Linked DNA regions of Mus musculus: region 1 is linked to region 2. A link is a contact called in public HiChIP or PLAC-seq data. All regions are on one chromosome and are shown on one strand. The core of a region is the stretch at or near the end of the contact, and the rest is flanking DNA. Distances in the headings are between cores, read along the strand shown. Region 1 has its middle 30 kb from the start of Gm42354. Region 2 holds the start of Slc25a33 (solute carrier family 25, member 33).

Evidence for each region. HiChIP or PLAC-seq counts read pairs in DNA pulled down with a chosen protein or histone mark.
Region 1: a contact with region 2 is called in a FOXA1 HiChIP or PLAC-seq map of pancreatic cancer cells. The contact joins the enhancer-like site here to the promoter of Slc25a33 in region 2. A contact is called at or near these places in 1 of 15 datasets of contacts at CTCF or cohesin (large pre-B cells), 5 of 115 datasets of contacts at active chromatin or transcription factors (bone marrow-derived macrophages, embryonic stem cells, heart atrium and 1 more) and 1 of 9 other capture datasets (adipose tissue).

The regions. Positions count from the first base shown.
Region 1 is chr4:149,818,298-149,822,923 of GRCm38.p6, forward strand. No RefSeq gene overlaps it. Among named protein-coding and RNA genes, the nearest start is that of Gm42354, 30 kb to the left of the region's middle. Within about 2 kb of position 2,479, at least 109 of the 459 cell types and tissues checked have an H3K27ac peak or open chromatin away from gene starts, as enhancers often do. A contact at or near this core is called in adipose tissue, bone marrow-derived macrophages, heart atrium and 1 more, where this site is marked.
Region 2 is chr4:149,772,491-149,777,359 of GRCm38.p6, forward strand. Slc25a33 (solute carrier family 25, member 33) reads right to left here and starts at 1,777. Exons shown (of 7, transcript NM_027460.2): 1 at 1,510-1,777. The coding sequence starts at 1,565.

The sequences.
Region 1 (4,626 bases), core at 1,229-3,728, 47 kb after region 2:
TGCATACATACACACACAACACAAACACACACATACATACACACACATACATACATACATACACACACACATACATACATACATACATGCACACATACATAAATACATACACATACATACATACACACATACATGCATACACACATACATACATGCACACATACATACATGCACACATACATACACATACATACATATACACATACATGCATACACACATACATACATACACATATACACATACATACATATACATATACATGCATACACACATACATACATACATACATACATACACATATACATACACACATACGTACATACATACATACGTACGTACACACATACACAATACATACATACACACATACATATACTCATACATACATACATAATACATACATACACACATACACACATACATACACACACATACATACATGCATACACACACACAAATAAAAATAATAAAAATAGGGGTTGAGAGATGGCTGCATGATCAAGAGCACTTGCTGCTCTCCCATAGGTCTTGGGTTTGACTTTCTGTACCCACATGAAGTCTCACAACCATCTGTAATTCTATTTCTAGGGGGATCTTGTGCCCTCTTCTGGCCTTCAAAGGCACCAGGCATGCACATAGTGCCCAGATATTGCATGCAAGCAAAAGTATTCCTGAGCGTAAAACTCAAAAAAAAAAAAAGTAAAATGAATCTTAAATTTTAAAGCATCATCCTTGGTCTAAGCTACATTTTCAGTATAAGTACCAGGAAAGAAATTACCCCACCTCTCTCTCTCTCTCTCTCTCTCTCTCTCTCTCTCTCTACTTCCCTCCCTCCCTCCCTCCCTCCCTCCCTCTCTCTCTTTCTTTCTTTTCTGAGACAGGTTTCCCCTGTGTAGCCCTGGCTGTCCTAGAACTGCCTTTGTAGACCAGGCTGGCCTCAAACTTAGAGAAATCCACCTGCCTCTGCCTCCCAAGTGCTGGGGTTAAAGGGATACACTACCACCACCATGCCTGGCCTACTCCGCACTGTAAAGCAGTAAGCTGCCATCGGCTTCTGGCACCAGCCCCAGGAAGCTCAGATTGGTAATTCCAGTAAATACTAACACCCAAGGCTGCACCTAAGCAGATTAGAAACCACAGCCACAGGTGTTTTTCACTCCTGCTAGATGGAAGCCCTCAGCCAGGATTATAAGAGAAGGGGTTGGGGGGGGGGAGAGGGAGGTGAGACAAATGTGCATGCGTGCTAGAGTCACTGGTCCATGAAAGTTACTGCAGCAAAGGCCTCCTGCCTGCAGCCTGGTCTCCTGCTCAAATGCAGCTTCCTGCCTGTAGCACTCAGCCCTCTTCAAGCTGACCCTGTGTTTGATGGCTCCGAGCCTTCCAGTCCCCTGCAGATCCCACCGTCCCCTGTCCCCCACCCCCACCCCCACCCCCGCCGCCCCCAGACCTGTTCAGCTTGCATTTGGCTCTGCTTCCAACTCAGCACTGCCTGTCTGACCTACGCTGCCTCTTTAACCCTCTCTTAGACATCCCGACTATATTGTGATAGGTGGTCTGAGAGTTTAGTAATTACGATTAGAATCAGACAACCTGCGATTGCCAGCCAGCTACCAAGTGAGACTGGGATCACCTGGCAAATTGTGGCTGGCTTGTTTATTTATACATTTTGATATTGAGGGAAGACACAAGATTGTCTATGACAATGACCTGTTTCAGGAGTAGGGCTTTTGCAGATGTGACTAGAGAGCTTCGGATGCAGTCATCTTGGATTTGCGTGACCTCTACATCCCATCCCTGATGTCTTCCTATGAAGAGGATTGGACCCAGAGGCTAAGAGAGAAGAGGAGGCCAGTTGAGACCAGAGATTGGAGAATATAGCTGAGGAAATTGTTCTTCCACAGGCTGGAGAGGCCAGAATAGCTTCCTCCCAACCCCGCAGTGTCGCGTGTCGCAAAGAACACAGACCTGCTGATGCCTCGATTCTTTCCTTCTGGCTTGATGGGAAGTGATACTTTTCTGTTGTTTTCAGACACCCAGTTTATGGTAATTTGTGATTGGTGGCAGCATTCCTGAGAGGGAGATTGCTGTCTCTCAAGCATTTGCCTTAGAGCACGCAGTAGATGCTCATTAAAATCCAGAATCGCCTGTGCCACCATTCCTGAGGACACTGTGGGCAACATCAAGGCATCTATGTGAGCTTTCAGGGAACAGCCTGTGACCCTGCAGGGGACCCAGGTAGCACAAGGAACACCCTGGGTCTCCAAGGGTAGTCACTCAAGCTGACATAGTGTTTTGCCTAGCATTCCTGGCTGGAGCCCTGGAAGGACAGAGCCAGAGGGAGAGGGCAGAGTCTGCAGCTGGGGAAGGCAGCAGCAGGGTTGGGTTGAGGCTTTCAGGAGGAATGCTTACCACCCTGAGTCATGGCATGTAGGCCAATGGCCATCGCTGACACATCACACCCCAGAGGGAGGCGGGCAGTGACCTCATGCTGGTTGTCAAACACTCAGCAAGCCTCCCAGTACCGCCCAGTGCTTCAGCATTGCCCAGAGGGAGCTGTCTCCACCCCTCCCCTGCACACTCGGGCCAACAAGCAGGACAAGCAGACATTTGGGCCAAGACGTTAGATGCTTTTGGGGCGAGGTGAATGGTTTCCACTTCCCAGAGGGCAATGGGATCATAAACTCTGGAATACAAGCTACGCAGCTGCTGCAGCTGCAAAGAGCAAGCACTCTGGGATCAGCTTTGCAAGACTCAGTCCCTCCTGCCTCTTGCCTGTAAAAAATGATGGTTTACAGATGGGGAAACTGAGGCCCAGAGGCTCTACATCTCTGAACCAAAGGGCATCCTGGAATAGGAGCAGTCTGAAACTAAGAATTTATTTTGAGACCGAGTCTGCTGTAAACCCTGGGCCAGGATCCTCACTCTGCCCTGGGTCTAGGAGGGGCTGGAGTCAGTCTCTAGATTTTTGAGTTTTAAAATCTGTTTTTCTTTCTTTCTTTCTTTCTTTCTTTCTTTCTTTCTTTCTTTCTTTCTTTCTTCCTTCCTTCCTTCCTTCCTTCCTTCCTTCCTTCCTTCCTTCCTCCTTCTCTCTCTCTCTCTTTCTCTCTCTCTCTCTCTCTCTAGCTTATAGTTTTTTGAGACAGTGTTTCTCCATGGAGCCCTGGCTGTTCTGAAACTTGCTCTGTAGCCTCAAACTCAGAGATCCAGCTGCCTCAGCCTCCCAAGTGCTAGGATTAAAGGTGTGTGCCAACACCGCCTGGCTTTCTTTCTTTGAAGATTGATTTGTTTTCAAGTTGTATATGTGTGTGGGTATGTGCACGAACGCCAGTGCCCACAGAGGCCAGAAGAGGGTGTTATGTCCCCTGGAACCGGAGTTAGAGGTGGTAGTGAGCCACTTGACTTGGGTCCTGGCAACCAAACTGTGGTCCTCTGCAAGAGCAGCAAGTGTTCCTCACTGCTGAGCCGTCTCTGCAGCTCCTGCCCTGGAGTGTGATGTGTCAGCTGGCAGTGCTGAGGTGGGGACCCAGGACCCTCATTCACACTCTGTGCTCTGCTTCTGAGACTCGTGCGAGGTCCCAGGGAGCCTGGCCTTGTTACTCTTACCTGGGAGTAAAGGTGTCTGCTGGCAGCCATAATGCATATCCTCTCCTTAGAAAGGGAGGGAGGGAGGGAGGGAGGGAGGGAGGGAGGGAGGGAGAGAGAGAGAGAGAGAGAGAGAGAGAGAGAGAGAGAGAGAGAGAGAGAGAGAGAGAAAGAGAGAGAGAACACTTTTCCCAGGCTGTGGATTTGTGGTCTTTACTTACGACCTTGAACTAGAATTTTAGCAGAGCCCGCTAAGACAGGAAATGTAGCATCCAACATGGAATCCCAAACATCCAGGCATCTTGAAACCCTAGCCTGCCCTCCATCCACCAAGGAGAGGGTTACAGCCTTCACTACAGCTGTGCCAAGTTGGTCCGCAGACCTTGACCAGGATCTGGAACACTGGCGAGGCGAGCTGGCGCTCCCCAAGCTCCTGCTCATTTATTTTACCATCATAACTCGAGGCCAATATTTAAGCATCTCCTAGGCAACAGCCCAAACCTCCCAGCCATTGGACCCCAGCCAGCCACATGGTTGGGATGAGGGCAAAGGGGTGGAGCCAAGAAAATGAGTCACGCCCTACCCCCTCCACACCACCTGGGAAAACAGTGACCCAAAAAACAAACCTCGGTTTCTCGGACAGAGAAACTGGTTGGCTTTTTATTTTTTATTATTTTTTTCATGTGGTCCTTCGGCACGATGCTCTGAACACCAGCAGAATATTAACATTTTCATTGTTAACATTTTCACTGTTGCTGTGCTGGTTAAACTTTGTTGACTTTTTGAAAAAAATTTTTTTTTTTTGTCAAGAATAATATGCAAGCAAAAACTGAACAAACTGTTCAGTGTACTGCTCTAGGCGATTGTGTGAATTTCCCCAGCAGAACCTATGCTTAGTCAGCACATTTTTGTGAGGGTCAATGTGTGATCGACCCTTGGGAGTTGCCGGAGCCCCTGGGCAAGAAGTATTACCCTAACTTCTCACCACAGCCTGGTTTTGAATCGGATTATCCACTCTGTCCTAAGTGTGTGGAAGCCAACAG
Region 2 (4,869 bases), core at 527-3,026:
AACTTGTTAAACACCACTGCTTCAGGCACAGCACTAATAAACTCCCTGCCTCTTAATGAGTCCCGCAAGCCTCACTGCCCATTGCAGTATTCTCTATCAGCACGTAAGAGGCTGGAATTGGCAGCCAGAGGGCACTGTGAAGGGTGTGCAGGGAAATCCATCCAGACAGGGTCATCAACTATAGTAGTGAGCCTCAACACAGGCCACTCTGAAACTCCCCCAGTTAAGAGCAGGCAGACATACAACATAAGAGACCACTCAGTTAAAAAAGAAAAGAAAAGAAAAAGTATAACAAACAAACAAAACAACCCATTGAGTATAAACTTATTTCTCTTGGCTTTAAAAATATGCCTAACAGACTTTAAGTTCCCTGGGATGACACATTTATATAAAGTGAGGGTGCCTTCTAAGGCTTACTCTCAAAGGTTAATACCAATGAAGACATGGATAGGAGGAATGAAGGCCTGACAGAAATGGATGAACAAGAAATTCCTCCTGCCTAGGCACAACCATTAAAGCTATCTGACGGGTGAAAGGTACTGCCAGCCTGCCAGGTAAAAGGACCAAGGCACCAGAAACCCTTTCATCACCGTTATTTTCTGGATAACCCTTTCATTAACCATTACTTTCTAGTATATGGAACTGTTTAGGTCCAGTTATAGTTCTCAAGTGAAGATGATAACACAGGAAAAACGCTGCATGTTATGTAAAACTTAAATAGCTGGGCTAAATCTCAAAGAGCTCTTCATGACCCCAGGGCTGGGGACACAGCTCCATAGATAGTTTGAAAAACCAGCACCAAAAGGGTCCCAAGCCACTAGCAGCTATGACAAAAGGAAAAGAAAAATACTATTTAAAAAAGAAAACCCCAAACTTTCGTTTTTTTAGGGGGTTAATTCAGCTCCTAGTTGTATCCTCCTATCATGATGTGTTCCTCCACTGAAAATCACTGAAAGGTGCTTTAGGATCGATTAGCACTGACCAACCTTCCGAGGTCCCCATTTACCGTCCCACGTGGTGCAGACCAGCATCCGTTCCCCCCCAACCCCCCATACTCCGCAGGGCAGGCCACGGGCTGCCCTGCGACACCTGCCCGCAGCTCTGACCCAGCGCAGTACCTCCTGGGCTAGCTGCCCCGGGACCTCCAGCATCCGCACCTCTGCAGCGGTGAGTGACCGCAGCGTGATCAGGAAAACGCCAGGAGGCCGGAGCCACAGGGGCTCGGCGCGATCGCCCCTGGTGACAGTCACACCAGCCAGGAATTGTTCAAAAGGAGAATACGGCGAGAGGCGGCCGGTGGGTGGGGGATGGGACCGCGGACGCGCCGGGTGGAAAGCCGCCGTGCCGGCTGACCCCGCGGTGGGGACGCCGAAGCCACGACCCTCCTGGGCTGCCCGTCCTGGCTTCACCCCAGTCCGCGACGGACGGGAAACGCGGATTCCCAAGGCCACGGCACGCAGGGGGAGAAGGCCGGGGCTGAGGCGAGAGCAGCTCGGGCCCCAGACTCACCCGCCGGCGAAGAGATGAAGCAGCGTGTTCTCTTTCTGCTGAGTGCCCGTCGCCATGGCCGCGCCGGCTCCGCGGCCCGCCGCAGCCGCTCGTGGGACGCGCGAGGTCTTGAGCTCCGCTGGCTTCGCTGCCTTCCTCAGGCAGCCGCCGACGCGCCCATGCGCGCGGGAGGCCCAGGCGCCCGGCTCCCTCCGCGGCGTCGCGCCCGGCCAGTCAGCGGCCTCTGCGGCGCTTTCCAGCCGCTAGGCAGAGAGCCTAGCGCGCGGCCGTCACGTGGCGGAGGCCGGGCCGTGACGTCGCGGGGCGCGGCGCGGCGGAGGTGTGGGCCCGGATCCCGTACGCCTATTGGACGGCAGGTGGATGTGGGCGTGGCGGTCGTGCAACGCGGGGCGGGATCAGGCCCCGAAGGGCTGCTCAGGATAATAAGAGGATGACCAGCAAACTGGTCAAAGCTGCTTGGTCCTTCTCAGAGGCTGGAAACTGAGTGTGTAACCATGCCCTATGCTCCAAACCTCTTCTTCTTTTTCTTCTTTTTAAAATTATGTTTATGTGTGTGTGATTTGTTTTTTTTTAAGACAGTCTTACATTGCAGTCCTGGACTGCCTGGAACTTGCCATGTAGACCAAGCTTGGCCTCAAATTCACATTTTATCCGCCTGCCTCTGCCTCCCAAGTGCTGGGCCTAAAGGCGTGCGCCACCACTACCCAGCACCTTGGAACTTTCTATGTAGACCAAGATAACCTCGAAGTCACATTGATCCTTTTGCCTCTGCCTCTCCAGTGCTGAGATTACCCAGCTGTTTTTTGTGGTTTTTATTGTGTGTTTTTAAGGGATGTCATGGGTTCACACATGCCACTGTCTAATGGTGAAGACCAGAGCACAGCTTGCAGGAGTCAGTTTTGCCTATTCATCATGCAGGTCCCAGGAATTGACTTGTTTTTTGAGACAGGGTTTCTCTGTGTAGTTCTAGGTGTTCTGGAACTTACTGTGTAGACCAAACTGGCCTCAAACTCACAGATCTACCTGCTTCTGCCTCCTGAGTGCTGTGATTGAAGGCATGAGCCACCATGCCTCACGGGTCCCAGGAATTGGACTCAAGTTGTCGGATTTGGCTGCAAGTACATTTACCCTGAGCTCCCGATCTTTTTAAGAATTTCATTCTGTAATATTTCCATGTATAAACATGTATGGTGATTACATATTACATCTCACAGCTCTGAGCTTAAATAGGAAAAAAAAAAAAAAAACACGTCACCTAAACAGCCTGCCCTCCTCTAGCCTACCCTTAGTGTTTTGTGTGTTCTTGATCTTTCTATAAATAGCATTATATTTGGTATGTATTTTGCAGTGTGAATTTTGTACTGTGTGCGCTGATGCTCGGACTTGAGCGACCCAGATCGCTCCTCCCCTTAAATATCCTGGACCACTGCCACAGTGAGCCTGGCATCTTCTTACCTCCAGGTCTGGCTCTTGGCTGGGCTTTGCCTGGTTGCCCTGGCAGCACCCTGATCACATGGCTTCGGTGACTCCATGTGGGCTCGTGTACTCACTCTGTTTTATTCAAACTGTTTGTCCCATTCTGGAATGCAAGCTCCATGGGAGTGGGGGGCCTTGTTTTTACACTTCATGGTTGTTCTTAACAGATTGTTCCTGTCACGGTACCTGCCACCTAGTACTGCCCAGGGAACTAATAAACAAATGTCCTAGATTGAACTGATCATTCTACTCCTCCCCCAAGCCTGCTCAGTCTCTTCTGTTCCCTGCCCTGGTAGTGACTCTATATTCTGCACAGGCACCAAGGCCATTAATGTCAGCTTCTAAACTGACTCATACTCTCTCCCTTCCCCTCCCTCCCTCCCTCCCTCCCTCTCTTCCCTCTTTCTTACTTTCTCCCTTCTTCTGCTTCTGACACTTCTAGCTCTGACAAGTCTTGGAACTCATCCTTTCCTTCCTTCCTTCCCCCTCCCCTGCTAGGGACTCCAGGTCTGTGTGTGTCCCACCAACTCTGCAGCTGAGAGGAAGCTGTCCCCACAGGCCACTCCTTTGCTCCTTTACCTTCCAGAGTATTCGGATGCAGAACACACCAACCCATTGTCTTCCGTCTCCCACATCTGATGAGAAGCACCGCCTTTAACCGGCTGAGCTGCCAGACGTCCTGTGTGTACACAGAGGGAAACTGGAGTAGGAGGCGAGCTGTGAGCAAACACGGCAGATCTGTATTTGATAGTGGGCATTGCTTAGAAACAACTGCTAGGCTCAGTCACCTGCAAACACAGTGATTGCTCTATAGTAAAGCCATTGCTGCCAGGCAGAGCTGGGCATAGCAGCGATCCAAATCTGGGCATAGAGTTCAGTGGTAGAGCGGAGCTCTCCATGTGGGAGGATCCATACCAGCTACACTCTAATATTGGACAAAGGAAAGGAAAAGGTGAGATTCTTCATCTTTCTTGTATCTACCAAATCCTTCGCTTTCGTTGCTTAGGAAATGAGAGCTTACTTTAGCTGACATAGATTTTTAAGTCTTTTTTTTTTTTTTTTTTTTTTGGTTTTTCGAGACAGGGTTTCTCTGTGTAGCCTTGGCTGTCCTGGAACTCACTCTGTAGACCAGGCTGGCCTTGAATTCAGAAATCTGCCTGTCTCTGCCTCCCAAGTACTGGGACTAAAGGTGTGCGCCACCACTGCCCGGCTGATTTTTAAGTCTTTTAATAAAAAAAAAAATTATGTGTATAAATATATCACATGTATGCCTAGTGTCCAAGAAGACCAGAAGAGGCAGTCAGATCCCCTGGATCTGGGGTTACAGAAAGTCCCAAACCACCACATCAGTGCTGGGGACAGAACTCAGGTCCTCTCCAAGGGTAGGCTGAGCCACCTCTCCAGCCCCAGTAAAAGGAGGTTTGTAGGGTAGTGGGGAACTTAAGCAGGGTGCTGCCAGGCTGTTAACTAGAAGGGAGTTGTCCCTCTCTGTGCAGGATTTTGGGGTTTGCTTGTCTATTTGTCTGACTGTCTGTTCAGAGACAAGGTCTCACTATGTAGCACTGGCCAGCCTGCAACTCTCTCTATATGGGCAAAGCTAAGCTTGAACTCACAGAACTCTGCCTGCCTACCTCAGCCACCCAAGCACCGCGCCATGCCCCATCCTAGACTGGACTTTAAACCAGAGGAGGTGCCACCCTGGGAACCCACCCCTTTCCTTGGCTCTAACCCTTCGGCAGAGCCAGTCTCCTGGCTTCTTCTCCTCGGGCCTGCCAGTGCAGTGCTGAGCTGGACACACAGCTGAGACTCCAGCCTGCTTGTCAGCAAGGCAGCTTGCCTGCGAGAGCTTTTCCAAGGTCCTTCACGTCCACTATCACTGCAGAC